Regions from separate parts of the Manis pentadactyla genome. Here region 2 is linked to region 1. The links are chromatin contacts, called in public Hi-C maps. All regions are on one chromosome and are shown on one strand. The core of a region is the stretch at or near the end of the contact, and the rest is flanking DNA. Distances in the headings are between cores, read along the strand shown.

What was found. A called contact is a pair of places that touch in the nucleus more often than the background predicts.
Region 2: a contact with region 1 is called in a Hi-C map of skin fibroblasts, with 3 times the contacts expected there. The contact joins the promoter of MXD1 here to the promoter of PCBP1 in region 1. A contact is called at or near these places in 2 of 3 Hi-C or Micro-C datasets (fibroblasts and skin fibroblasts).

What each region holds. Positions count from the first base shown.
Region 1 is chr2:176,618,855-176,625,261 of mManPen7.hap1, forward strand. PCBP1 (poly(rC) binding protein 1) reads right to left here and starts at 2,904. Exons shown (of 1, transcript XM_036908278.2): 1 at 1,248-2,904. The coding sequence starts at 2,669. The coding sequence ends at 1,599. LOC118923961 (a long non-coding RNA gene) reads left to right here and starts at 3,602. Exons shown (of 8, transcript XR_008995813.1): 1 at 3,602-4,419; 2 at 4,829-4,917.
Region 2 is chr2:176,767,814-176,774,526 of mManPen7.hap1, forward strand. MXD1 (MAX dimerization protein 1) reads right to left here and starts at 3,379. Exons shown (of 5, transcript XM_057497108.1): 1 at 3,050-3,379; 2 at 2,185-2,284. The coding sequence starts at 3,122.

The sequences.
Region 1 (6,407 bases), core at 1,654-4,153:
TACCTCCAGGAACTCTTGGAATTGAGTCTGTAACCTCAGAAAAAGGAGCAGATGCTCTGTAGAGAATAAGACTCAACAAATATTTATTGTATATATTTTCCTCCCACAGTAATTTCTTTGCTGTTAGTGATATCCCACAGTACCTGGGGTTTGAACTACACACTTTTGGCACCTAATCATCTGTCACCTTGTACTGTGTATTTGCCTGAAAGACAATTTAGGTAGAGAATTTTTCTTCTCATGTCCAACCTAGTCCCACTGGCTGATATGTGGCCATGAGGCTGCAGGCCTTCACAGCAAGATCTTCCTAATCCATTAGTGAAAACAGTGAAAACAAACCAGTGGCACTCAAATCTAAGAACCTTCTGGAGTTGTTAAAAATGTTAGTTTTGATTAGATTTGGGGTGGGGCCCAGGAATCTCCATTTTTAACTCTTCAGTCATTCTTAAGCTGTAGTCAGTGGATCAGTCTACATTAATGCCTTTGAGGACTGCCTCATTTAGGTAGGATTATTTTCTGATATTGTGATTTCTCTAAACGTTGAACACAGCCGAAGAATTAGAAGCTGGGCCTCTTTTGTTTCTGGATAGGCCATTTGGCAGGTGTAATAACATCCTCTGACAGGCTGCTTGCCACAGGTGCATGCTTGCCACGTGCACGCCACTACCATCCCCCATTCAGTCCTGTTGCCCAACCAAGACCCCTATCCCTTCCACCACCCATACCAGTTGCCCTCTTCCAAGCCCCCCCCACCTCACATCCCTCCCTTCCTCCCCCAGCCCAGCCTTCCCCCACCTCTGCTCTGGGTCCCCCAAGCTCCTCCCACCTCAGAACATTTTTTGTTCCTGGCTGAGTTTTCCCTGTGAGCCTGGGGGTGGGGGTGGTCAGATGGGAGGACACACTGCCATTCATCAAAGCCCCTCCCAAATGGGCACACTTTTTTCCCACCTGAGATCCTAGTTTTCTACCAGAGAAACGGGCACAGGCCTCTCTCTGGAACTTGGCCGGTGGGCTGTCACTCTCCAGTGGAGAGCCCGTCTCTGCGAACAACCCAAAGCAGGCCTAGCCTGCCATGTTCCTTTGTTGGGACAGAGAAGGAATGGAATCTTATTAATAAGGTGACAGGGGCTCGAGAGAATACCAAGGATGGGCTCACCCTTTTCCCTACCAGCACCTAACACTAAAAAGGGAAAGAAAAAAAAAGCACCAACAGTTTATCAGTTCCCAGCTTTTTCAAATATGAAGCGTTTTTTTTAACCAATCCGTTTTTTAATTTTTAAATTCTTGACATTACAGAGCTAAACTGAAATTTATTAACATTCCACTCTTAACATTTCTTATCGACAAACAGAAATAAAATTCATGAGCCAAAAAACCCAGAACAAAACTAAAAACAGGGAAAAGCTTATAAAACTAAATATGGATCCCAGCATTAACAGCTGAACAGAGAATGTGATTTTTAAATTCTTAGCGGATGATAAAGTTGTGTAGAAACTGAACACTTACAAATTATTTAAAACCTGGAATCACTGACCAGAAATTACACAGTTGGATCACGGGAAAACAGCAGAAAGGGTTATGAGAGAACCTACACTGTTCTAACTGCACCCCATGCCCTTCTCAGAGGAAAGCCTGGCATTGATTAGATATTGAGCCAGACTAATACTGGCAGCAGAACCAGTGATAGTAACCTGCCTACCAGAAGAGCCTTCCACTGGGTTGGCAATTTTAATCTGCGCCCCGGACATCTGGCGGATCTCATTAATGTTGGCGCCTTGGCGCCCGATTATGCAGCCAATTAAGTTATTTGGAATGGTGAGTTCATGGGTGGTTTGAGTAGATGCATCCAAACTTGCCCAATAGCCTTTCACCTCTGGAGAGCTGGAGTCAATTCCGGCGAATCCGGTCCCGCCGTGCATCATGGCAAAGTGAGACTGTTGTCTTGCCACCTGGTTCAGCTTGGCCAGATCGAGCGGAGAAATGGTGTGTTGTCCTTGAATCGAGTAGGCATCTAGAGGTGGTCCCTCCAGGTCATGGGTGGCATGGGGGTAGCCCGCAGCGTCGCTGCACCGATCTTGGCCGCCCGCGCAGATGACCGGAGAGCTGGCCGGCATAGGCTGGTACGGAATGGTCATGACTCTCCCTTGCGGAGACTGGGAGAGCGTCTCCAGCATGACCAGGCAGATCTGCTTGACACACTCGGTGACAGACTGCGGCACGCCAGCAATGGTGATGGCCCGCTCGGTCGAGTTGGGCAGCATATCCCCCGCCACCTGGACCTGGGCCCCCGTACTCTCGCGGATCTCTTTGATCTTACAACCGCCTTTCCCAATCAGGGAGCCGCACTGGGTGGCTGGCACCACCAGCCTCAGGGTGACCGGGGGCCGGCTGGCCGCGGTACTGTTGGTCATGGAGCTGTTGATATCTTCCTCCAGCTTGTCGATGATCATAGCGAAGGCCTTAAAGATAGCATTGGTGGGGCCGGTGAGAGTGATGATTCTCTCCGGGCAATTTCCCTCCGAGATGTTGATCCGCGCGCCACTCTCCTCGCGGATCCTCTTAACCGACTCCCCTTTCTTCCCTATGATGCTTCCTACTTCCTTTCCGTGCATAAGCAGCCGAATGGTGAGAGTCACATTTAGTCCACTTTCAGTCACACCGGCATCCATGGCGAGCAGCGGGCGGCGTTCGGGGGAGTTGGGCTCGTTACGTGGTCAAGTCTTTGGTGGCTGGCGTTGGGGGAGGGGAGGTGTAGGCCCAAAACTGCCGGCGCGAGGCGAACGAGGGCCGCGGGAGCGAGCGGGCGCGGGAGGGAGGCCGCAGCGTCGTCGCAGGGGCGGGCGGCGGCGGCGGAGGGGGCGAGCGGGGCCGGGAGCGGCGGGCGGGCGGGTGGGCGAGGGCGCGGCGGTGGCGACTCCGGCGGCAGCCTCGGCGGTCTGGGCGGGGCGGGAAGCCCGCTTTCAACTCCGCATACCCTCTGACCCCGGAAGTGCTTGCTGCGCAGGACCCCTTGAAAAAAATGAGGACCCATTTTGTTTAGGTCACAAGATTGCGCCAGTCCCGGTATGGTATTTTTTGAAAAACTTTTTTAATCATCTAACGTTGAAAATAAAGCCCCGATGGGCTGAAGCTGTGAGTCCGGCAATTTTTCAGGACGAAAAAGTATTTTATTAACCCTAACAGCACGGGCAGATGTTTGGAAACGTTAGTGTTGTGAATGGGAGAGACACACTATTTTCCCGCTCTATAAAAGAGGTTCCGGCCCAGACCGATACGGGAAGCCCCGGCGATAATTGCAGGCGGCAGCTGGGGCGCCGCGGATTTAAAACGTGCGCGTGAGGCGGCCAGGGCGCTTGCGCGAGGGTGTGGGGGGACGGGAGGGGCAGCCGCGGTCTTCCGGGGGGGAGGGGTGGCGAGGCGAGGCCCTCGAGGCGAGCGCGCGCGCGCGGGTGGGCACGTGGGGCCTCTTCGTCTCCGGCGATCGGGCGTCACCCGCCACCCCCAACCCCTTCTTCGGCCCCCGGGCGGAGGCCGGTGCAGAGAAAGACCGAAACCCACCCCGTCCTGGAGTCACGGGTCTGCTAGTGATTTCTGGGAAGTGCTAGAAACCTGGTCATAAAAAAAGAAAAAAAAGAATGGCGTCCATTTACATAATGCTTTGTTTGCATTTTGCAAGTTTCTTTGGGTTGAACCCGCAGAAATCCCTCCTCCCTGTCCTAGTGTCATCGTAGTCGCAGCCTTCCCGTCAGGCATTTAAGACAATGGCGTGTTTCTTTGGGGGGGGGCCTCACTTATTCAGGGGTGCCCAGGAGTGTTTTGGGGAGTTTCTGCGGTTTTCCCTGTTACTGTTCACTTCCCGGCTGCTGCCTTTCGCCCCCTTCTCTGCTTGGTGCAGCCGCCGCGCCCCCGCTCTTTCCGGGGGCGGCTCCTGACGGGGTCCCGCCATCTTGGAAGGCCTTTTCTGCCGGATGTCGCTGGCGCATGTTTCTCTCGCTGGGAAAAGATCGCTCGAGACGCTAGTGTGTCTGTTGTGGTTTCTGCCCATTCCCCTTTCGGTTCAGGCAGAAAAGGCCGTGTGCGCGACCTGCTTCCTGTTCCCTCAGGGAAAGCGGCTAACGGCGGTCCCCCTGTACCCGCCTCCTCTCCTTCTCTGCGGGGGTGGCCGCCATGTTTCCTAAACACAAAATGGCGGCCCGTGGCCAGGATACACCGCCAACGAAAAATTGGGGTTGCCGTGAAAGCCCTAGAATGCTCCCTTTTCCGGCCCCCTCTCCGTGCTGGCGGGCCGGGGCCTTCCCCTCCAAGCGGGTGCGCTGACCACTCTGGGATAAGACCCCGCGGGCTGTCCCAAACCTCGGGGCAAATTTTAATACATTTCCCCCCACCGATTCGAAACGGGAACGCGAATGACTGTAAAACGTAGGCATAATAACGAGTCTCTCGCTCATTTAGAATTTAATAATGGATTTGGCGGGGGGCAGTACTAATGGGTAATTTGGGCCCCCAGTACCAATCACTCAGGAATCACTGCTTTTCTAGACTTCTAGAATAGGATGTTGTGGGGAAGAGACCAAAACTGGTCTTATAAAGCTTATTTTGAAAAAAATTTCGTGAAAGGACTAGGATATCAATGACGTTTTTCACAGGCTAGCTTGCCGGTGGATCTCAGTTGACAACTGTTGTCCACTTTTGTCCAGAAGGAACAGACACATTCTGCATTTCCCAGAGCCAGGCCTTGTGCTAGCCATTTTACTGCATACGACGTTTAATTTTTACAATTCCCCTCTGAGGTAGATGTTATTTCTCTCTCTCTCTCTCTTTTTAACAGATGAATTGACTTAGGCCCAAAGAGATGAAGTGAATAATTCAAGGTCACAGTGTCCAGGATGGAATCCAGACCTTCTGATTTCCTTATTGGTGAGCATGTTTCCAAATTTTTTTGCAAGTCAGGATTTTAGAATAAATGCTATTTGAACGTCAGGTGAGCATGTCATTTGAAGAGGAACCCCTTAACCTTTTTGTATGTAGCCATCCCCTATTTGTATCTGGGGATTCTCAGTTTTTTCAGGTGTGAGTTACACTTGTAAGGTGTTCAAATGCTATTTTTTAATGAGGTGTCTGGATGAGGATAGGAAGAGGGAAATGATTCATCCCTGCCTAAAGGCCTAAGTCTCTGTCAGTCCAGCCTCTGGCACATTTGTGTCTCTCTGCCTCTGTGGGAGCAGTTTCTCTGTATGACTCATTTGCTTCCTTAGCTACCCATGGGCATGACTTCTGCCTTCCTCACCCCAATGTCTCAACCACGTAAAAATAAATAATTCTACTTTGGCGCCAAGCCTCCAGTTCTCTGCAAATATTGACAGAACGTGACAGTGTTAAATAAATCATAGTCTTGTGGACACTTCAGTTCAGTGTAACAACTTAACCTAACAGGGCTGTACAACAACAAATATGTACCTAAGCAGGGCTGTAGTTCTGTGGGTGTTAGAGATGGAGAAAAAGACTTTTTGCTGTACTACCTTACATTAAAGTTGTACATCAGACTTCACAAAGTGCTTTCACATTGCCTTATATGATCCTACAAACAACTTTGATAGATACATCACAGCTGCACTGACTATAATAGCACTGAGTGCTTACTATGTGCCAGGCACTGTTTGAAGCTTTATTTTATGTGTGAATTCAGTGGCTTTCACATTTTTAAAGCAAACCACTGTAACCAATGAATTTTACACAACTCAGAGATGTACACACATGTATAAAAGAAACAGTTCTTGTAAAACACTACATATCCTTACTACATGCAGTGTGCTCTGGTAATCTCTATCCTCTTTCTTATGTGAAAAAAGGGCACACCAAAACTAAAGTGATAAAAAACCCATTACTAGGTTATGACCAATGTGATGACAGTACACATTTAATCCTCACAGAACCTCTACAGATGGGAGTGATGTTATTTCCATTTTACAGTTATAGAGAGGTGAAGGATTTTGTTCAAGGTTACACAGCTATTAATAGGTAAATCAAAGGGTTAAATTTAATCAGTCTGAGTACAGAGCCCATATCATTAAACTCGATGTGGTCTCTGCAGAGGGCCTTGGTTTATAGGGAGACAAAATTGATTAGGGAGCTAAAAATACAGGTAAATGTTAGAAATCAGGAGAAAATCAAAGGATTACATTATATATAGTCAAGAATTATCCTGATTTGAAGCATTCTGGTCTTCTAAGTTTGCCACCTATTTATTTTCCCTAAGGAAAATTTTATACATTGGGTTTTTCTTTCCAAGACTGTCTATTTTAAACCTCTTCTGCCTAAAATATTCCCTTAGTTTCTTCATATCTGAGTACCTCTAGGGCAGTGCTTACCTCCTCAGTGAAGTGTTCCCTTTCCCGGTTGAGCCTCCT
Region 2 (6,713 bases), core at 2,129-4,628, 150 kb after region 1:
GTCACATTTTCATTTGTTTTTGTTGTTTTTTTTAAACTAGAGAAACTTGATTAAGATCTGCATTTTCACTTCCCAGGAAGTTTACTATGTGACTCTTTTTTTAAATGTCCAAGGAAAAGTAACCCCCTGATTCTACAAAGAGCACAGCATTTCAATCTGAATTAACAAGAATAAACTGTTACCCACTGGTTATGTAAACCAGCAGTAATCTCTCCACAGTCTTTACCTCAGTTCAAAATCCTGACCATACATGGCCTTGGATGTAAGTCTAATTCAAATCAAGGGGTCAAACTGCCTTCTCTGGGGAGATCTCTCACTGCCCAGGTAAGGGTCATTCCAAACAGCTCATGAAGGAAATGATCACATTTACAAAACAACCTGCTCTTGCTTCATCTGTTTGCTTGGTGCCATCTCCAGGTTTAACCATGGTCTCTCAGAGATCCCTGCACCACTGAAGTTGTTACAATAATATACTATTAGTTCAGAACATGGACAACATGATAGCCTCCTGTCTCTAACCATGGAAAGCAATCCAAACCCATGAACAGAAGTAACACAGTTTTTCCAAAAATCAGCCATTTTTCAGAAATAATGTTGGATATTAAAGAGAAGATAATCTTTTCTTGGCTTGAAATGCTCAACTATTATTTTTCCTTCCTAATCACCTTTTGGGACCAAGCTACTTCTCTTCAACATCCCCTTTTTTCCTCTTTCCACAACTGAACATCCCCCCACCAACTTTCCTGTGAAACTTGGGAAAAAGTAAAGTGCCAAGGATAAAGCTTTGACTATTAATGTGGACAATTCCCCACAAACCATGAGGAGACAAGAATAAAAGCAACAAATGGACTACATTTTTCCAGAAAAGTAAACCAAACCTTTTCAAAGTTCTTATATATAAAACTTTAAAAACCAATACTGTAACAAAACACAACACAGCTAAGTTATTTTATACCATTGCATAATACAAGTGATTATTCATATCTTTCTTATGAATGGGTGCCTTAGTACCCATGCACACTTATTGGCTACCACCTTCAGGTTAATGCTAAAGATGGGAGAGGCAAAACCACCAGGTAGTTAATTACCAGGTTCATCCTTCACGTGCCTTCCATGCCTTCCTATTCAAGAGGTACTCACATCCTGTGGTTCTACCAACACTAAGGACAATGGGGTGAATCAAGGACAGAAGTGGCAGCAAGAACAAATTGAGTTTTAGGCTCAAGTGGGAACCTTCTGGCTTCTAGTGGTCTGTATTGTGCCACAAAGCTGAACAGATAATAGTTACATGCAGGGAGTTATTCATGAGGATGGGAGAGGGATAAGGATTCTAAATCAGTGATGAAAATATCAGTGATTTTAATTTATTGGAATGAAAGGTATAATTCAAAAAGATCTCATAAAACAGGCTTCCTAGTTAACTTATTTTAAGGGAAAAAAGGGGCAATAGCATTAATGGGGTACTTACATGTACCAGGGACTATGTTCATGGCTTTAATATGTGATTTCATTGACCATGAACCAAATACTTTCCAGTGAGATTCAGAGATTTAAAAAACTATGAGGCTAACATAAAAAGGTGGTGGTATACTAGTATATTAATGTTATATACTCTTCTATCACCAAAAAGGTAGGTTTTAACCTTAATCATTCCTCTTTGCCATTATACACAGATGTGAAAAATTCATCAGATAAACCACTGAATTTGTATGTCAATATGAAATCCTACCACCTATGTCAAGTCAGATACTGTAACGTTTATAAAATCTTCACTATGAAAAATCAAGAGAAATAATGTCCAGCTTTTTCAATATATAGAAAACAATTAAACTTTCAATTATAGAAAAAGAATCTGCAACTTTTGAAGGCAAAATACTGTCAGTGTTGCTGATCTCACTGGAAGTTTTCATAGAGTTTTGTTTCAAAAGGGAAGAAAACCACAATTAAATTTTTTAGAAAGTTCATAAAGAAATATCAAACATTTCCATTTCTCTCTTTTCTTCAGTTCCCTAACCCCAAACAGAAGGGCTGCTTCCTCAAATGGCTTAAGACCATGTATACATTACTGAATCATGATAGTCACTTAATTTACAGGGTTATAATTACAACAGGCAACTTCCATTCTGCAGTTTGTGTCATTTGCAGTATAATCTAAAAGAGAAAGAGAAATATTTACCAAATTACCTGCTACTGCTGTTATTCTTCTTGGATTTGTTCCTCCGTTTTAAGGCATCTCTGTCCTTGTTATTGTATGGTAACATGGAGGCATAACCATGTTCAGCTTCTAGAAAACCGGAGGATCCAGTTAATGAATGAGCCCAAAACACTCAATACTCTTTCCCCTACACAGTATTTCCTTTTCAAAATGTACTTATTTTTCATTAAAAGAATAATGTGAAAATAAACGGAGCAACGTGGAATTCTTAGAACAATGACTGTTTTTTAAAATTGTGCGAACACCCTCTGTTCGGAGCAGGTGTAAGGAGCATTCTAGTTGCTCATTGTTGAGAAAGACACATAAGTCGCCAAGCTCATGGAGCCTGGGTTTCCCGTTGGCAACGTCCAGCAGGTTGGTGTGTGTTAAGTGGGACCAGCTTCAGGCGAAGATGCTAGGCAAACACCGGGAGTCAGGGTCGGGGGTTGCGGGGCCGTACAGGAGAGGCGCTGCTCCTCCAGCAGGCCCACGTAGGGGCCGGCCGGGGCAAGCCCCGCTGAGGTAAACCAAGGGCCTGGCTGAGCGGTCCCCGGGCACCCCACTAGCCACGGGGTGAAGGGAAGAAGGGGTCACGCTTGGGACCTCGGTGGGCAGCGGCCCCTTTGCCACACTCATTCATTGCCTTTGGGGCAGCGGCAGCCTCCCAGCGGACCGCGCGTGGAGAGAACTGGAGAGGTTGGGAGCGCTCGCGGTCGCCCTCTTCGAGCCTCCAACCATCCCCAGAGTGGTTGGGAGCCCCGACCCGCGGCCAGGACCCTCAGAGCCCCGACCCGCGGCCAGGACCCTCAGAGCCCTGGCCGGGTCTCGGCCCGAACCCCTCCCGTCCCCGTGCACCTCTCTCCCGCCGCTCCAGGTAGTCGGCCGCCTCCAGCAGCATCTGGATGTTCATCCGAACCGCCGCCGCCATTCTGCACCGGGGGCCGGAGCCACGGGACCAACCCCCACTGCTCACGGGCTCACGAGCTCACCGCCGCCGGACACCCTCGCCCCGCTGTGGACCCCGCAGAACAGGGTTGAGAGAGCCTCTCCGGCGACCACGCTCGCAAGAAGGGGGAGGGGGCAGGTGAGCTGGGCACCACACACACCGTGACAGAACCCGGAGAAAAGCAGCAGCCGCCACCGTCGCGCAGTGTTTATCCCCGGCTCACCATCCCCCCGCCCCCAGCCCCTTCTCTTGACAGGCTCTCTTCGGCTGCGTTCCTCATTGGGTACCCCAAAGAATGCCCAGCCCCTGAGCTTGTCCGATTGGGAAAGGGCATCAGGGCCACGCCCCCTGGGGTCCGCTCCTCTCCCGGGTTGGTCACACTTGACAAGGCCCGGGCTGCACCCCCTCTTTCCAATTGGTGACAGTGCTAGCAACTCCGCCTCGTACTCCTTCCCTATTTTCCATTGGGTCTATACCGACAACCAGGCCCCTTCTATTTTGTTCCCATTGGCCAAAAGCTACAGAAAGCAAGCCACTTTGCCTGTTTCCCATTGGTGAAACCTTCTGAAACCTCCCAGCTACGATGACGTCACCTTTCTCCAGACCCAGAGAGCCCTGAGTGGCTGGGGGTCCCCGGCCCGGCTACTCCTCCCTGGATCTGGCATTGGCTACCGGGGCAGACCGGGAGTCGAGCAGCGCTGATTCACCGGCGGCCGCGGAACTCGGCTCCACCCTGCCCCGCCTGGGGCCTGTTGCCAGGACCTGTCCCAGGGGAAAAGTTGCGGGGCCCTGCTGGGCGCCTCTGAAGTGGAAGGTTGTTACCGCGCGTTGCCTGGGAGCTCTGCCCCACTCGGTTTCGGAACCAGAGTCCTCGGTCTGGCGGCCGCGGCTCAGAGGTTCCAGGCTTCCCGAGACGGGGACGGTAGAGGGATTTGAGTAAGTCTCCAGAAGGGAGAGCGGCACCAAAATCCCGGTGGGGGGCCGGCCTGGTGAGCCTTGAAGGGAAAAGCTTGGTCTCAGCGTTCTCTCTCGGAAAGCGCTGGAGTCTGGTGGCTGTAAGCGGCACTGAGCGCCTCCCACAAGGTACTCCCTACGCCCAGGTGCTGGCGTTACTCCCTCACGCGAGTGGGTTTTAAAGCTCAGAAACTTCCCGTGCCTACAGAATGACGCTCAGTCTCCCAGATTCTCTGACCTAAAGAGCTCTTCCAGGGTCTTTCCTTCCCCTTTAATTCTAGATGAAAACATTCAAGGATACTTCAAGATAGCTAAAAATGGTGTTTGTATCAATATAAATGTTTAAAGAACGAAACGTTTAAGGATTGTTCCTTAAGCCTATCAAGATTTATGAGATGAGAGCTATCTTGAGACCCAAGTTACATTATTAACATACTGACATGTCCACTTAAAAAAGTTGGAATAAAATTTTCGGTAAGTTGAGAACCTGAATATAGAAATGAATAAAGCATGAACATATTTCACAAACCTTTAAAAAAAAGTTTGCTGTTGCCAATATATGAAAACAATACCTTAGTATGTGTTAGGTAATTTGCCTACGTTATCTCTATAATCTGTAACAAAACCGCATTAGGTGTGTTAATTATCTTTATTTTACACGTGAGGAACCTGAGGCCCAGGGAAGCTGAATGACTTACCTCATCATCCATTTGGCTGGAGATGGAAGCTGAACCTAAATCTCTTCCACCCAGAGCCCACGCAACCAAGGCTCCCCTGCCAGTTGTTCTAAAAACAACAGTTAAGAAACATTTCCAGACTGAGTCACAAAACACTGATCCTCAAACACTGGGGAAAAAGGAGAAACTTGTATGTACAATTATGATGGGAAAATTTTAAATGTGTCCTTTTTAATGGTTGACAAATCCATTAAAATTAAATAAACTCAACAGAATTAGAATAAGTAAATGTAGTAACCCATGCTTTACATACAGGAAACTATTTTCTGATTTTATGGGTTAACTGAATCTAAAAGTTGATTTTTTTATGAAAACTAATAAATACATATACTGAAGATAAAAGTTGTCAACACAGAAATAAATGAAAATGGGGATATAAAAATTTTAAAGAGTATTTTAAAATTGCAGGTTATTTGTACAACATATTTGAAAATCGTAATGAAATGAATTATGTGCCAAAACATAATAGAGAAAACACTGATTTCATTTCAATTGTGGATTTTGTATACTTTTATATTTTCTCTTTAATTTTATTATGAATATTCAGCATGTCTATTTATTCTTTCTCCTACCCACAACTCTTTTTAAGACCCACTCTTAATTTCGTTATCATGATCCTTCACTTAAAACCATCCTGGCTGAAAATCACACATATAAAAAATAAAAAAAGGAAAAAGTTGTATCTGAGTCAGAAATAGCAAATTAATAATTTAAACACCAACAGGTTTATCTTAAACTCCAAATAAAAATGCTAAGTTATATAACAATCTGAAAATTAGATGAAAGAACGGACCCTTCCTGTTACTTTGTGGTAGTGAGGAGAAGTGATCCATTATCCAGCAACACCAACAAGAGGAATTAGTATCATGAACAACCTCAAAGGGCTTTTGGTGCCATCTACTGGAAATCAAGCAGTAACTATAAAACATTTGGTTTTGTTTTTCTAGAAATCATTTTACACCAATGTATACAATGACTAGTTAAAAAATCTGAAAGCACAGGTTTTGAAGAAAGAACTGAAAATCCTAAAACAAAGTACAAATGGTGTCCCCCAGTACCTGGTGCCTCAAAGGCATATTACATAAGTACTGACTGATAGACACAGCAGCAAAAATAAAAACTGGGAATTCCAGATTATCAGAATTTTAATTAAAAACTATGGGTAATAGCACAAACATGGGCTGACAGTAGTTTATATCTTCGAGCAGGTATCAAAATAAACTAATGGAAGTAAAAGAGAATGTTGAAAATGGGGAAGCACAAAGATATAAGATACTTGTTAGATAATCTTCACTGCCACCTTTTAGAAGCTAAGATACAGTCTCCTTTTGAGGGGCTTATACTGTGGATGGGCAGAGGATAGCATGAAAATGTCAGTGCTAAGCAGCATGCTCCTTAAATACTATGGGAATTCTGACAGATACGCCTCTTCAAAGGGTACCTCAGAGTGGCAAGGAAGACAACTTTGTAATATCATCCTTAAATGTCTAACAAGTTCCAAAATCGTGGGAATTAAAACACCCTATTTATAACTGAGTTTAATACCTCCTAACCACTATTTTCATTTTAATGAATTTTTTATTAGTTTTTGAGGAATTGATTTTGTTCTTTGAAGTAGAATAATCAGAACTGGAATTTTCTGCTTCAGTAATATCAATCCCCTTCTTTGGGCTATTTTGGATACTCCAATATCATGATTTATTAAGACATTAAGTTTTAAAAATGCTACCTTACAAAAAATTAGTCACTCCACAAATATTTGATTTAAAAAATGGCTAAACCAACAGTGGTATACACATTACACAAAATACTATACTGCAGTTTGAAAAAAAGGTAGCAGTACATTTACTACCATGGAAACCTCTAAGGCAGCACTGCATAA